Linked DNA regions of Pan troglodytes: all the other regions are linked to region 3. The links are chromatin contacts, called in public Hi-C and HiChIP or PLAC-seq maps. All regions are on one chromosome and are shown on one strand. Each heading gives the region's core, a stretch centred on a gene start, on an enhancer-like site or on the middle of the called end of the contact. The rest is flanking DNA. Distances are from core to core; before and after follow the strand shown. Region 1 holds the start of HERC3 (HECT and RLD domain containing E3 ubiquitin protein ligase 3). Region 2 overlaps HERC3 (HECT and RLD domain containing E3 ubiquitin protein ligase 3). Region 3 holds the start of PYURF (PIGY upstream open reading frame).

Region 1 (3,449 bases), core at 617-3,116, 69 kb before region 3:
AGCATAACTATCTTGTGTCTCCAGTAGGGGTACTACTACTCTCATTAAGTATAAAAAAAGTTTTTAATTGGTCATACAAATCTTAAGAAATTTAAATTTGGTCTTCAGAATGAAATGCTATAACGAATGGCTTCAAGCACACAACATGGAACATTCTGAAATCCCTGTTTCTTTTTCAAAAAGTAAACTCCAGCTACTTACTGAACAAGAACTGGGTGCTAGTGCTAATGTGCTAATTTTGTTTTTCATGCCAAAGGAGTTCTGCCAAAGAGGTTTCCAACCTGTCCTCCTTGTTCCCTGCATTATACTTTTTACAGAAAGTTCCTAGCCTCGAAGGCGGTATGACCATGATGTAAATAAAATATGTAATTCAATTATTTTGCTTTAGGATATGCATTCCATGTACTTTGCTTTTCTGATTTATAATGCTACTCCCTCCTCCCCCAGGGTAAAGGAAAGTACAAAAGGAGAGAGCTTCACAGTAATCTGCCGACTAAAACATGATACCCGATCACTGCATTTAAAACTTTTTATTTTTTCATTTCTCTCAAGTCTAGAGTTGAAAAATCAGCTCACTTGATCTTATCTAATCTTCAAATAAAAGGTTCTAGAAATAGCTTATTTGTGGAAAGAGCCAGAAGACACATAAAAATGGAAGAGAGCTCTTGAATCGTCTTTCCCAAAGCATTCTATGCGTGATGAATGCAAGCAAAATCCTGGAAGGCTTTTCTCTGAATTAGGTACTTCCTAATTGGGCTCATTTGAAAGCTGATGTAAAATGCAATCAGAAAGCAGCCAGAAACAGTGACAGACCAACAGCAAAGTTCAAATACTTATTCCCTGGAGCTCATGCTGCATACACATATTCCGTGCACAGTCGCATTAGGTACTGTCTCCATAGGCTCACCTGTTTCAGGTTACACATGCTCCTCTCGGTCTGGTTGCCCTGGTTTGCCCACTCCACACATTCACAAATGACTCAAGTCTCACCTGCCCCCGGCCGTCCCAGCTCCTGACACCCCCGCGTCGGTCCGCACCGACGTGTCGGCGCACACACACACACCCGTACACACGTGTCCGCACACACCCTCGCCCCCGGCCCCGCCCAGGAGGCGGACCCGGGAGAGGCGAGCCGGCCCGGCCTCCGCGAAGTGGGTGGTGCCGGGCCCCGCAGCCCTGCCGGCGCTGTCATCGCGGACGCCGTGCACCGCGTCCTCGGCGCAAACTCCTCGCGGCCGCTGAGGTTCCCCAAAATGCCAGGGCCTCGCCAGCTCCCATTTCAATTGAAAGCGTCCGCGCCCCTCACTGCACGGAGGTCCCTGGAACCCCAGAATTTAAATAGGGGCAGGGGGCGAGCATAGGGACTATCCTCCTTTTGACTTTCTGCGTCGCAATTCCTCCCGGGCGGCAGGGCGGGAGGGCGGCCGAGCGCGGGCGGGAGGCGCTCCCATTTTGAAGGCTTGTCTCGCCTTTCCCGGCGCGGGGCTCTCTGACCGGAGGGCGAGCCCACGAGAACGCCAGGGAGGCGTACGCAGGGTACTAAGGGCGCCGCGCCCCAACCTCCCCGCGCCCCAGACCCAGGTCGTCTCTGGAGGTGCCTGCAGCCCCCGCCGCCGGAGCCACGGGAGGAGCCGCAGCCGCCCCTCCGGGAGCCGCGCGCTGACTGCAGTGCCAGGCGGAACGCGGCCCAGCACGGCTGCAGCTCCGCCGTACCCTCCTCCCTGGAACCCCGGCCCCCGCCCTGCGCACCTCGGCAGCAGCCGAACCGCAGCTTGGGACTCCGACTGTCACAGCCCCTCTCGCCGGACCCGGGGTTTCTCCGTTTTCGGCGTCACAATAATAAGGAAGTTTCCCCGCAAGCCTGCGGGCGGCGGAATGCGCTGGGTGAATGGCTTCGCACCGGGCCAATGGGCGCCGTTCTGGGGGGGGGCCCGCGCCAATGGCGGCCGCCGTGGCACGGGCTGGAGGCGGGGCGGCAAGGTCCGCGGGCGGGAGGAGGGGAGAGGCCCAGGCCCCAGAGCCAGGCGCAGGCGGCCCGAGGTGACAGGACTCGAGGGCCCGGCGCGGGGACAGCGGCACGGGTGTGTCAGTCGAGATCGGACTGGAAGACATAGAGCGTTGACGCTGAAATAAGATTGCTTTTCACTGGCGGGGAAGCGAGCTGGACCGATCAGCGGTTGCCTATTCAGGTTCTGGACTCTGGTTTTTATTATTTATGAAGAGGTGACCGAAAGCCTTGGGCACGGGGGAAAAAGCTGGAGGGTGACAATTGAGGGAGAGTGCGCTAGTCTTCTGCTTTACTCCCCTTCGTAGGACTGTAGGAAGCGCGGCGCCGGCCCGCGGCGCTGCGCGGTGGGAGAGGCGGGGTAGGAGGTACGCGGCAGCCGCCGGCGCTCTTCTGGAGAGGTGGGGATCGAAGACCGGCACGGGGCTGCGGAAGAAAGGCGGGCCTGGGGGAGGCTGGAGGGTGGACCCGGGGGGAGCATAGCAAGAAGAGTCTGAGCACCAGATCTTAAAATCTTGTAATCTGAAAGACACTCTGTGGCCTATACCCAGTAACGGATTTTTTAAAAGTTTGTCCTTTTCCACTTTTCCCTAGCGCCGAATCCCAGAGCTTCCTCCTCCTCCCCAAGGTCACTAGTGCTTTCATACTTGCCCTAGACCTGATCTGATCCACAGCTAATCTTTTGCAGAAAACCTCAGAAAGGTGACTTCATGTGTCTGCCCCCCTTAAATGTAAAATGCAGAACACTGGCACGGTACTGCTTTAATCCAAAGGAATAATTCTCCCAGTGGAAGAATTTCCATAACCTGGCATTTGAACCAGGAAGGCCCTTTGAGGATAGATTCTTACCAAGGACATTCAAATCACCTCAGGTCTGCAATCGCTCGTCCTGAGAACCTAACAGACTGACCAAGTAGAAAAGAAAGTTTCAAGGAGTGGTGTATCCTGGGGATGAGACGTTGTTGGCTGACTGACAGTGTTGAGTCCTCCGTGAAATAATGCAAATTGTCCAGTACACTGAGACAAGAAAGCTAAAAAAGCAGAATCTAAGTTATCAGGTCATCTAAGAAAAAATACAAACCTTTGAAATTTGGATCACACTTGACACGTTTAGAAACACTGGGGATGGCCAGGCGCGGTGGCCCATGCCTGTAATCTCGGCACTTTGGGAGGCCGAAGCCGGTGGATCACTTGAGGTCAGGAGTTCGAGACCAGCCTGGCCAACATGGTGAAACCTTGTCTCTACAAAAAAAAATACCAAAATTAGCCGAGTAGGGTGGTGTGCGCCTGTAGTCCCAGCTACTCAGGAGGCTGAGGCAGGAGAATCACTGGAACCTGGAAGGCGGAGGTTGCAGTAAGCTGAAATCAAGCCACTGTACTTACTCCAGCCTGGGCAACAGAATGAAACGTTGTCTCAAAAAAAGAAAAAGAAAAAAAGAAACAC
Region 2 (3,535 bases), core at 1,003-3,502, 120 kb before region 3:
CAAGACCCACAGATAGTGACATTTGTGCATCCCTCAATGAAATGTCTAGCTTCCCATCAGTCAACAAGAATCACACACACCATGTGAGTGGACACACACAGCTCCACTCACATGTTAGCACCTCACCCTTAAATGTAAAAGGCCAGACAAGGATCACCCTATGTGTGAGGAAAACTTAAACATGAAAGGCAAAGAGCAACATAAACAGAAGGAAATGAACTCTGAAAAAACAGATCGTGCAGGGAGCAAAGTTTCTTAAAAGTCTTTTGAGAAATCAAAGAAGATATTTCCACTCATGAACTAGAAAGAGAGTGCTATAGGAAAGTATTATTCAAAAAACAAACCAACAGAAATATCTTGGAAACCAAAAATGTGGTAGCATAAATTAAAAAAAAAAAAAAACCTTCAAAAGCAGGATTGAAAGTTAGAAATGAAGAGATTTTCTAGGAAACAGAAGAAAAAAGCAAAGAGAAAATCAGAAGGGGAAAAAAGATAAGAAATTATAGGATTGTTCCAAGAGGTCCAACATCCAGAAAGAGAATGGAGAAGACAGAAGATATAAATATTTCAAAAAAAATCACAAGAAAATTTCACACTGAAAGGATCTATTAAGTGCCCAGAATAATGACCAACAAAATACCTACTGTGGAACCCTTCATCTTGAAATTTCAGAATAACAAGAAAGAGTCTAAAAGTTTCTAGAAAAGAACATGTTTATATACAATAGAACAGGGATCAGAATGGCATCATACTTCTCAGAAGCAACACCGAAAACTGTAAGACAATGGAGGGATGCCCTCACAATTCTGAAGGAAAGTAACACCCAATCAAGAATTCCATACACCAGCTGTGAATGAAATGTGAGGCAAGGGGAGTAAAAGGGCAGTTCTGGAGCATGTAAAGCTCTCAAAATATTTTACCTCCCATACTGCTTTTCTCAGAAAGCTACTGGAAGATATGCCTCCAAAACAAAGAACTCAGGATTTAGGAACCAGGAATCTTACACAGACAGGAAGGAGGTGAAGAACCTTTCCAGACAGCTATGTAGCATGCCTACAAAGCAAAGGTGGAGGGATGTCTCCAAGGTGAAAAAGAAAACACTACTTAAAGAGTTTTAGAGCATTATGAGTTTTATAATTCTACCAGAGATACAGAGGTTACTGTGGAAAAAAAAATTAAAGTCAGTAACTTCAGGAAAAACTAAATGATTTATGAGAAAGAAAAGCAATCATGGTACATGCAATCATAATAACCAAACAAAAATACTTTCCATAGTTAATAATTGTCAAATTTTATTTAAAAGATTAACTCTTTGGGGAAGGATGAGTGTCTGGTGGTGAGGAAGAGGAGAGGGCAGGTAGAGAATATAACAGAACTCTAATCTTTGCCAGTGTGAAGTTTCCAGATTATGTCCAATATTGAAAAAAAATCAAGAAATAATATTATAAGCATGTTATTTAGAGACATAAAGGTAAGCAGCAAAAAAAAAAAAAAGCTAAAGAGTTGAAATGATAGGGAGTGAGATTCAAGATAAGGACAGGTGAGGCAGGGAACTGTTATTTAACCTGAACACAGTTTGCATAAATATATTCCTTCAAAACAATAACACTTTTTTTTAACTGAAAATATGCTCATGCCAGAGAAATTACTATAATAAACAGAAAGATTCTGTAATTCCTATTGTTCCCATTGTCCATCTTCTTTAACCTCTGCTCACTACTTACTTCCCAACTCAGCCTTGCACGAGGCACAAAGAATAGTCCTATCTTTACCTTGCAAAAATGTAAGGAACGCTATCAAAGGAGCCCAGGTGGCTCAGACTCCACTCTAACCAAATTTCCACCTTGTACCAATTCCAGGACTTGGACGGCTTTTCTGCTCTCTAGACCTGGGGCCTAGCCTGATGCCTTATTCACGACTGAGGCCTGTCTCTTGGTACCTAACCTTCCTGCTACTGACTAGCAGCCTTACCTGTCTGAATGTTAGTATATGGCCTAACACAACACTAATAATTTTCCCCACTATCCTGACAGAATACTGTCGCTCTGATCTGTCTGCCGTTTTCTTTCCCTCGGTCTCTCAATAGCATCCCTCTCTTGATCTTGTCTTTACTACAGCTTAGTAACCTCAAAAGGGAACACCTGGATTCCGATGACCATTGACTCCCAGTCACGTCAATCTCTAGGCAAACCAATTCCTGTCCCATCACTCACCAGCCCCACCTGAGCTCCTTTGATAGCATTCCTTACATTTTTGCAAGGTAAAGGACTATTCTTTGTGCCTGGTGCAAGGCTGAGTTGGGAAGTAAGTAGTGAGTAGAGGTTAAAGAAGATGGACAATAGGAACAACAGGAAATCCAGCTACCCTCACCACAACAATAAAACCTGCAGCCACAAAGGCAGAAATACTGTTCAGCAATGCAAATGTTGATGGAGAACCAAACCACTGGTTACACAAGTCTAACTTATTCTATTTCTTCTAGCCAGAAAACTGCGCTCGTCTAATTCAGGCTGGAGATCTGTCACTGTGGAACTATAATCCCTCTTCTAGAATCTACCCCCTAGGTCAGCCCAGTGTGCTGATGAATGCCTCATTCACTCCCCTCTCTGAATACACCCCTGCCCCACTTGGGAACATTCAGGCTGAAGTGCCCTCTGATTCATTTTCACATGCAGTCTCTTTTGATTCATTCTGTCAAGACTATACACTATATTTTGCAGATGATGATGGAACCTCAACCCACACATTAAAATAACTAAACACACTGAAGAAGCATTTGGTATTTTTCAAGAATAAAAGTATACTTTCTCTTTGAACCTTCCACAGCAACACTTTAAAGTTTTTAAAACTCTTTAGTAATGTTTCCAGTTCTGAACAAGTCATGGTAGTTAGGATAGCACAGTGGCCAATGTGGAGTGCTGCTTACAGCAAGTCTGCAGTTCAGCTGGACTTGCATTATTAGGGTTAGTTCTACCTAGCTCTTGAGCCCATCATAATTTTTTAATGTTTTTTGAGTTAATGGTAAATTTGTCATTTAACCACCAAAAGATGGTAACAGAGAAGGATGATATGAGTCTAGGGGGTAGATGGATGATGCAGATTCTTAAGCCTTGCAACAACCCTGTAAGGCAAGGGCACAGGGTTGTTGTCCTCAGCTCAGAAAGAGGATGTAGTTTGGCCAAGGCTCACAACTAATGATTGGTGGAACTGGGATGGACACCAGGTCTGTCTGACTTCAAAGCCCATTATACTTAGCTAAGCTATATTGTCTTTCCTCTGGAAAAGAATTAGATAGATTTTAAATTGGTAAAAGTAACCTACAAAGTGAATACCCTATTTATGGATAATGGAAAACTAACTTTTTCCTCATCGTCTGTTCACAGGAGAAAGACATCCAATGGCTTACAGTAAATAATATCAGCATCTGGGTAGAAAGGACAGTAGTTCCCCCTCATCTGAGGTTTTGCTTTCCAGAGTTTCAGTTACCTGCGATCAGTGCAGTGCAAAAATATTAAGTGGAAATTTCCAGAAATAA
Region 3 (3,309 bases), core at 341-2,840:
CACCCCTTCCCTTGAGCCCAAAGTATCAACTGACTTCAACTGAAAAATTAATTCCTGCTACTGCCCTAGTCGGAAATAGTGTGAAGGTGACATAGGAACTTTACAGTAGTTTCCCTTGAGGGTATGTCCCGATAACTGCCCTATTCTCTAGTCCGTTAGTAACTCTAATAACGGAAAGTTATGACTGTGAAAGATTGCTTTGTGAGGGAAGGAAGGTGAGGCAACCAGAGACTTTCATTACCTCTTAAATATCTATCCAGTAGAAGTGTTTCCTTTTTGGTATCCTATAAGCTACATTAACCTTAGAAAATCTTCTGAGCATTAGTGAACAAAGAACATCAAAAAATAAACTGTTTTTTTTTAAAAAAAAACAGGATGGCCCAAAAAACAAACAAAAAATTAGGATGAACATATAAACATTTGTCAGTTTATTTTTACATTGGAGTGGAAGAGAAATTTGAAAATATAAACATATTTTTGGATTCTGTACTTCCAGCTCCAGGAACTCAAAGTGTGAAATGATAATGCCCAGTGATGCAAAAAAAAGTTCAGGTTGATATTCAGCAGAACGGAGGGAAAAAATGGATGACTAATGAGAATCTTTGAGTCTTCGGACATGGAAAAACTAGATGAAATAAAAATAAAAATAGACAACATTAATGGAGCATTAATTTGTGCCAGGCACTTTTCTAAATGTTCTTCGAATGCACAATCACATTTATGCCCTACCTACAAGGTAGGTACAATTATTAGTCTTATACAGATAAGGAAAATGAGCAGTTAAGTCATTTGCCAAAGTCATCCAGCTACTGATTGTGGACAGGGAACCAAGCTGTCAGGCCCCAGAGCCCAAGTTCCCATCTACTACACTGTAAGAAAGAGATCTAACATGGTCACTTTCTTGGAGAGTGGGAAGCAAACCTGGGATACAAATTCACTGAATGGATCACCCACTCATTGAATGGATCTTTAACAGGCAGATCACATCTGCCTGTTACACAGTTATTTAGGCCCCTTGAGGCCTCCAAGCTCATTTATAGAAGTAAATTAGCTGTGCTTTATTACGCAAATACTTCACAGTGACTGGGTCTCAGGCAGGAAGAATTTATATATTTTGGAGGGTCAGAGGCCTAGGCCATTCCTTCCAGGTTCTCACTTTTTTTAATGAGAGAGAAAAAAGCCAAACAAGGTTACAGAAACTAATGGTATAGTAAAGATGTACATGAAACAAATGAGCGCTTTCAATACATCCATGACAATACATTCAATACAATACATAACAGTGTGTTTGAAACTTCACTTGGAGGTAACCACGTAGGTCCAAGCCTAACTCCCTACAACTCTGAGGCCTGGCCACTGGCTTCCTAGCATCCTTGCGACAGGCCCCGGTGAAAACCCAGACACCTTGACTTAAACACTGGTTTAGTTTGTAGTCTGGTAAGGCGGCGGGGCACTCACCAGAGGCCCCTGCCCTGGGGCTGTCCTCCGAACTATAGATGACGCCCGTGGGAAAAGCAGTCGGAGCAGAAGCACCCTCTGAACCAAAGCGCCCGCCCCGCCTACTCCTCGGCAGCGTTTCCTGGAGCACCAGGGGGCGGGGCCTGCCCGGCTGGCCTGGACGAACGGGAAGCCGGGAGCTCGGCCACGGGTGGCGAGGCTGCGGTGAGGCCTGGTCTCCGGCTGCCAGACCATGCTGAGTGGAGCACGCTGCAGGCTCGCCTCAGCGCTGCGGGGGACGCGCGCGCCGCCGTCCGCGGTCGCCCGTAGGTGCCTGCACGCGTCGGGGTCGCGGCCTTTGGCCGACCGGGGCAAAAAGACTGAGGAGCCGTCCCGCGCCTTCGATCCGGCGCTGCTGGAGTTCCTGGTGTGCCCGCTCTCCAAGAAGCCGCTCAGGTAACTCGCTGGCCTTGGCCCTTCCTTTGCAGCCTCCCGGTGGACGGAAAGGGAGCGGTGGACCGCGGCCTCTTGCAGCCACTGGGGCCTTGTAGGTCGGTCAGGTACTCTCCGCTGCCATATTCTGGACTCTGTCCTCGCCGGGCGCACAGCGGGCAGGACGGGGGAGACCGGAGGCCAGGGGAGCTGCGTCCCACCTCTCCCAGAACACATCGCCAGCCTGCGGGAATGGCTCGAAGCGTTTTAGGGTTCGCCACCGGCTGCGCATTGCAATCACCCGGGGACCGTTTTAAAAATGCCGATTCCCCGACAGCCCCCAAGACGGGCAGACTTGGAATGCTCGCGGAATGGGACCTGAACATTTGTATTTTCTTTCTTTCTTTTTTTTTTTTTCCTTTTAAGAGACCGGGTGCCCCCTACGTTGCCCAGACTGGCCTAGAACTCCCGCCTCAGCTTCCTCAGGAGTCGAGAGACAGGCGCCGCCCCCACGCCCAGCTTATTTGTGTTCTTAAACGGTCCCTAAATGATTTCTAACGTACCACCAGGTTTATGAACCACTGCGATTCAGGACAAGTCCAAAGCCTTCCGGTTTTTAAGCCAAGATAATGAAAAGTATTGTTGTACCCTCCAGATTCTTGTGAAAGTGTCTTGTACAACTGGTGCCTGACAATCTTAAGCAATTCAGCTGTGTTTGCTGCCCAGTGGCTCTTAGTTGTGGCCTAGCAGGTTTCGTAGAAGCCTCTTTAACTAGTTTTTGGGAAGACAGCTCTACAGTTTCCAAGCTACCAAAATTGAATATTGACAACACTAACGCTAGTATTACAAATCGCATAAACACCAAAATGTTATCAGTGGTTATCTTTGAATGGTAGATTGCTAGCAATTTTTCGTATTTCTTTTTCCCGTAATAAACATATTATTCAATTTTCTCGAACCTTGAAATTATCATTTGATTTACGTTTATAACTAGCTCACTGCAGACTTAGTGCTTTCGAAAGTTTCTTCATTTCTGCCCTCTCACCTTTTCCAGTGATTTCCTTCTAATGGATTAGTTAAGTTTCTCTACTTAGCATTTATTCTAAAACGAAGAAGTTGATTTTTCTCTAGTGTTTATTCCAGTAGTAAATTAACAGGGATGGTTTGGGGGTTGACCAAAGTAATGAAGGAATATTTGGATAAGAGAGGGGGATCTTTTCTGACTAGTATGAAAAAGAATTAAGGAATAACTTGTGAATAAGGTGAAAAAGAGAATATGAGAGAAACTGACTAAAATGGGAATAATTATAGATTGTAAGATAATTTTTCTAAGATAAAAAGTTGAATTGGCTATTGTTGCTTTTAGAATTAAAGAAGACTATTCTGGGATTAACTCCATACCAAAAATTGGATAAATAGTGGTATTTGTTGAAAATCAGG

The links. A called contact is a pair of places that touch in the nucleus more often than the background predicts. HiChIP or PLAC-seq counts read pairs in DNA pulled down with a chosen protein or histone mark.
Region 1: an H3K4me3 HiChIP or PLAC-seq map of stem cell-derived excitatory neurons shows a contact between it and region 3, with 3 times the contacts expected there. The contact joins the promoter of HERC3 here to the promoter of PYURF in region 3. A contact is called at or near these places in 1 of 7 Hi-C or Micro-C datasets (stem cell-derived neural progenitor cells) and 1 of 1 datasets of contacts at active chromatin or transcription factors (stem cell-derived excitatory neurons).
Region 2: a Hi-C map of induced pluripotent stem cells shows a contact between it and region 3, with 2.2 times the contacts expected there. The contact joins the enhancer-like site here to the promoter of PYURF in region 3. A contact is called at or near these places in 2 of 7 Hi-C or Micro-C datasets (induced pluripotent stem cells and stem cell-derived neural progenitor cells) and 1 of 1 datasets of contacts at active chromatin or transcription factors (stem cell-derived excitatory neurons).

What each region holds. Positions count from the first base shown.
Region 1 is chr3:89,962,599-89,966,047 of NHGRI_mPanTro3-v2.0_pri, reverse strand. HERC3 (HECT and RLD domain containing E3 ubiquitin protein ligase 3) reads right to left here and starts at 1,866. Exons shown (of 26, transcript XR_010156637.1): 1 at 1,750-1,866.
Region 2 is chr3:90,017,223-90,020,757 of NHGRI_mPanTro3-v2.0_pri, reverse strand. The region is part of intron 3 of HERC3 (HECT and RLD domain containing E3 ubiquitin protein ligase 3); the gene reads right to left. Among named protein-coding and RNA genes, the nearest start is that of NAP1L5, 50 kb to the left of the region's middle. Within about 2 kb of position 2,252, at least 1 of the 24 cell types and tissues checked has an H3K27ac peak or open chromatin away from gene starts, as enhancers often do. A contact at or near this core is called in induced pluripotent stem cells, where this site is marked.
Region 3 is chr3:89,893,555-89,896,863 of NHGRI_mPanTro3-v2.0_pri, reverse strand. It overlaps PYURF (PIGY upstream open reading frame), which reads left to right and starts at 1,590. Exons shown (of 2, transcript NM_001270957.3): 1 at 1,590-1,893. The coding sequence starts at 1,691. PIGY (phosphatidylinositol glycan anchor biosynthesis class Y) reads left to right here and starts at 1,590. Exons shown (of 2, transcript NM_001270955.3): 1 at 1,590-1,893. It also overlaps the pseudogene LOC100609647.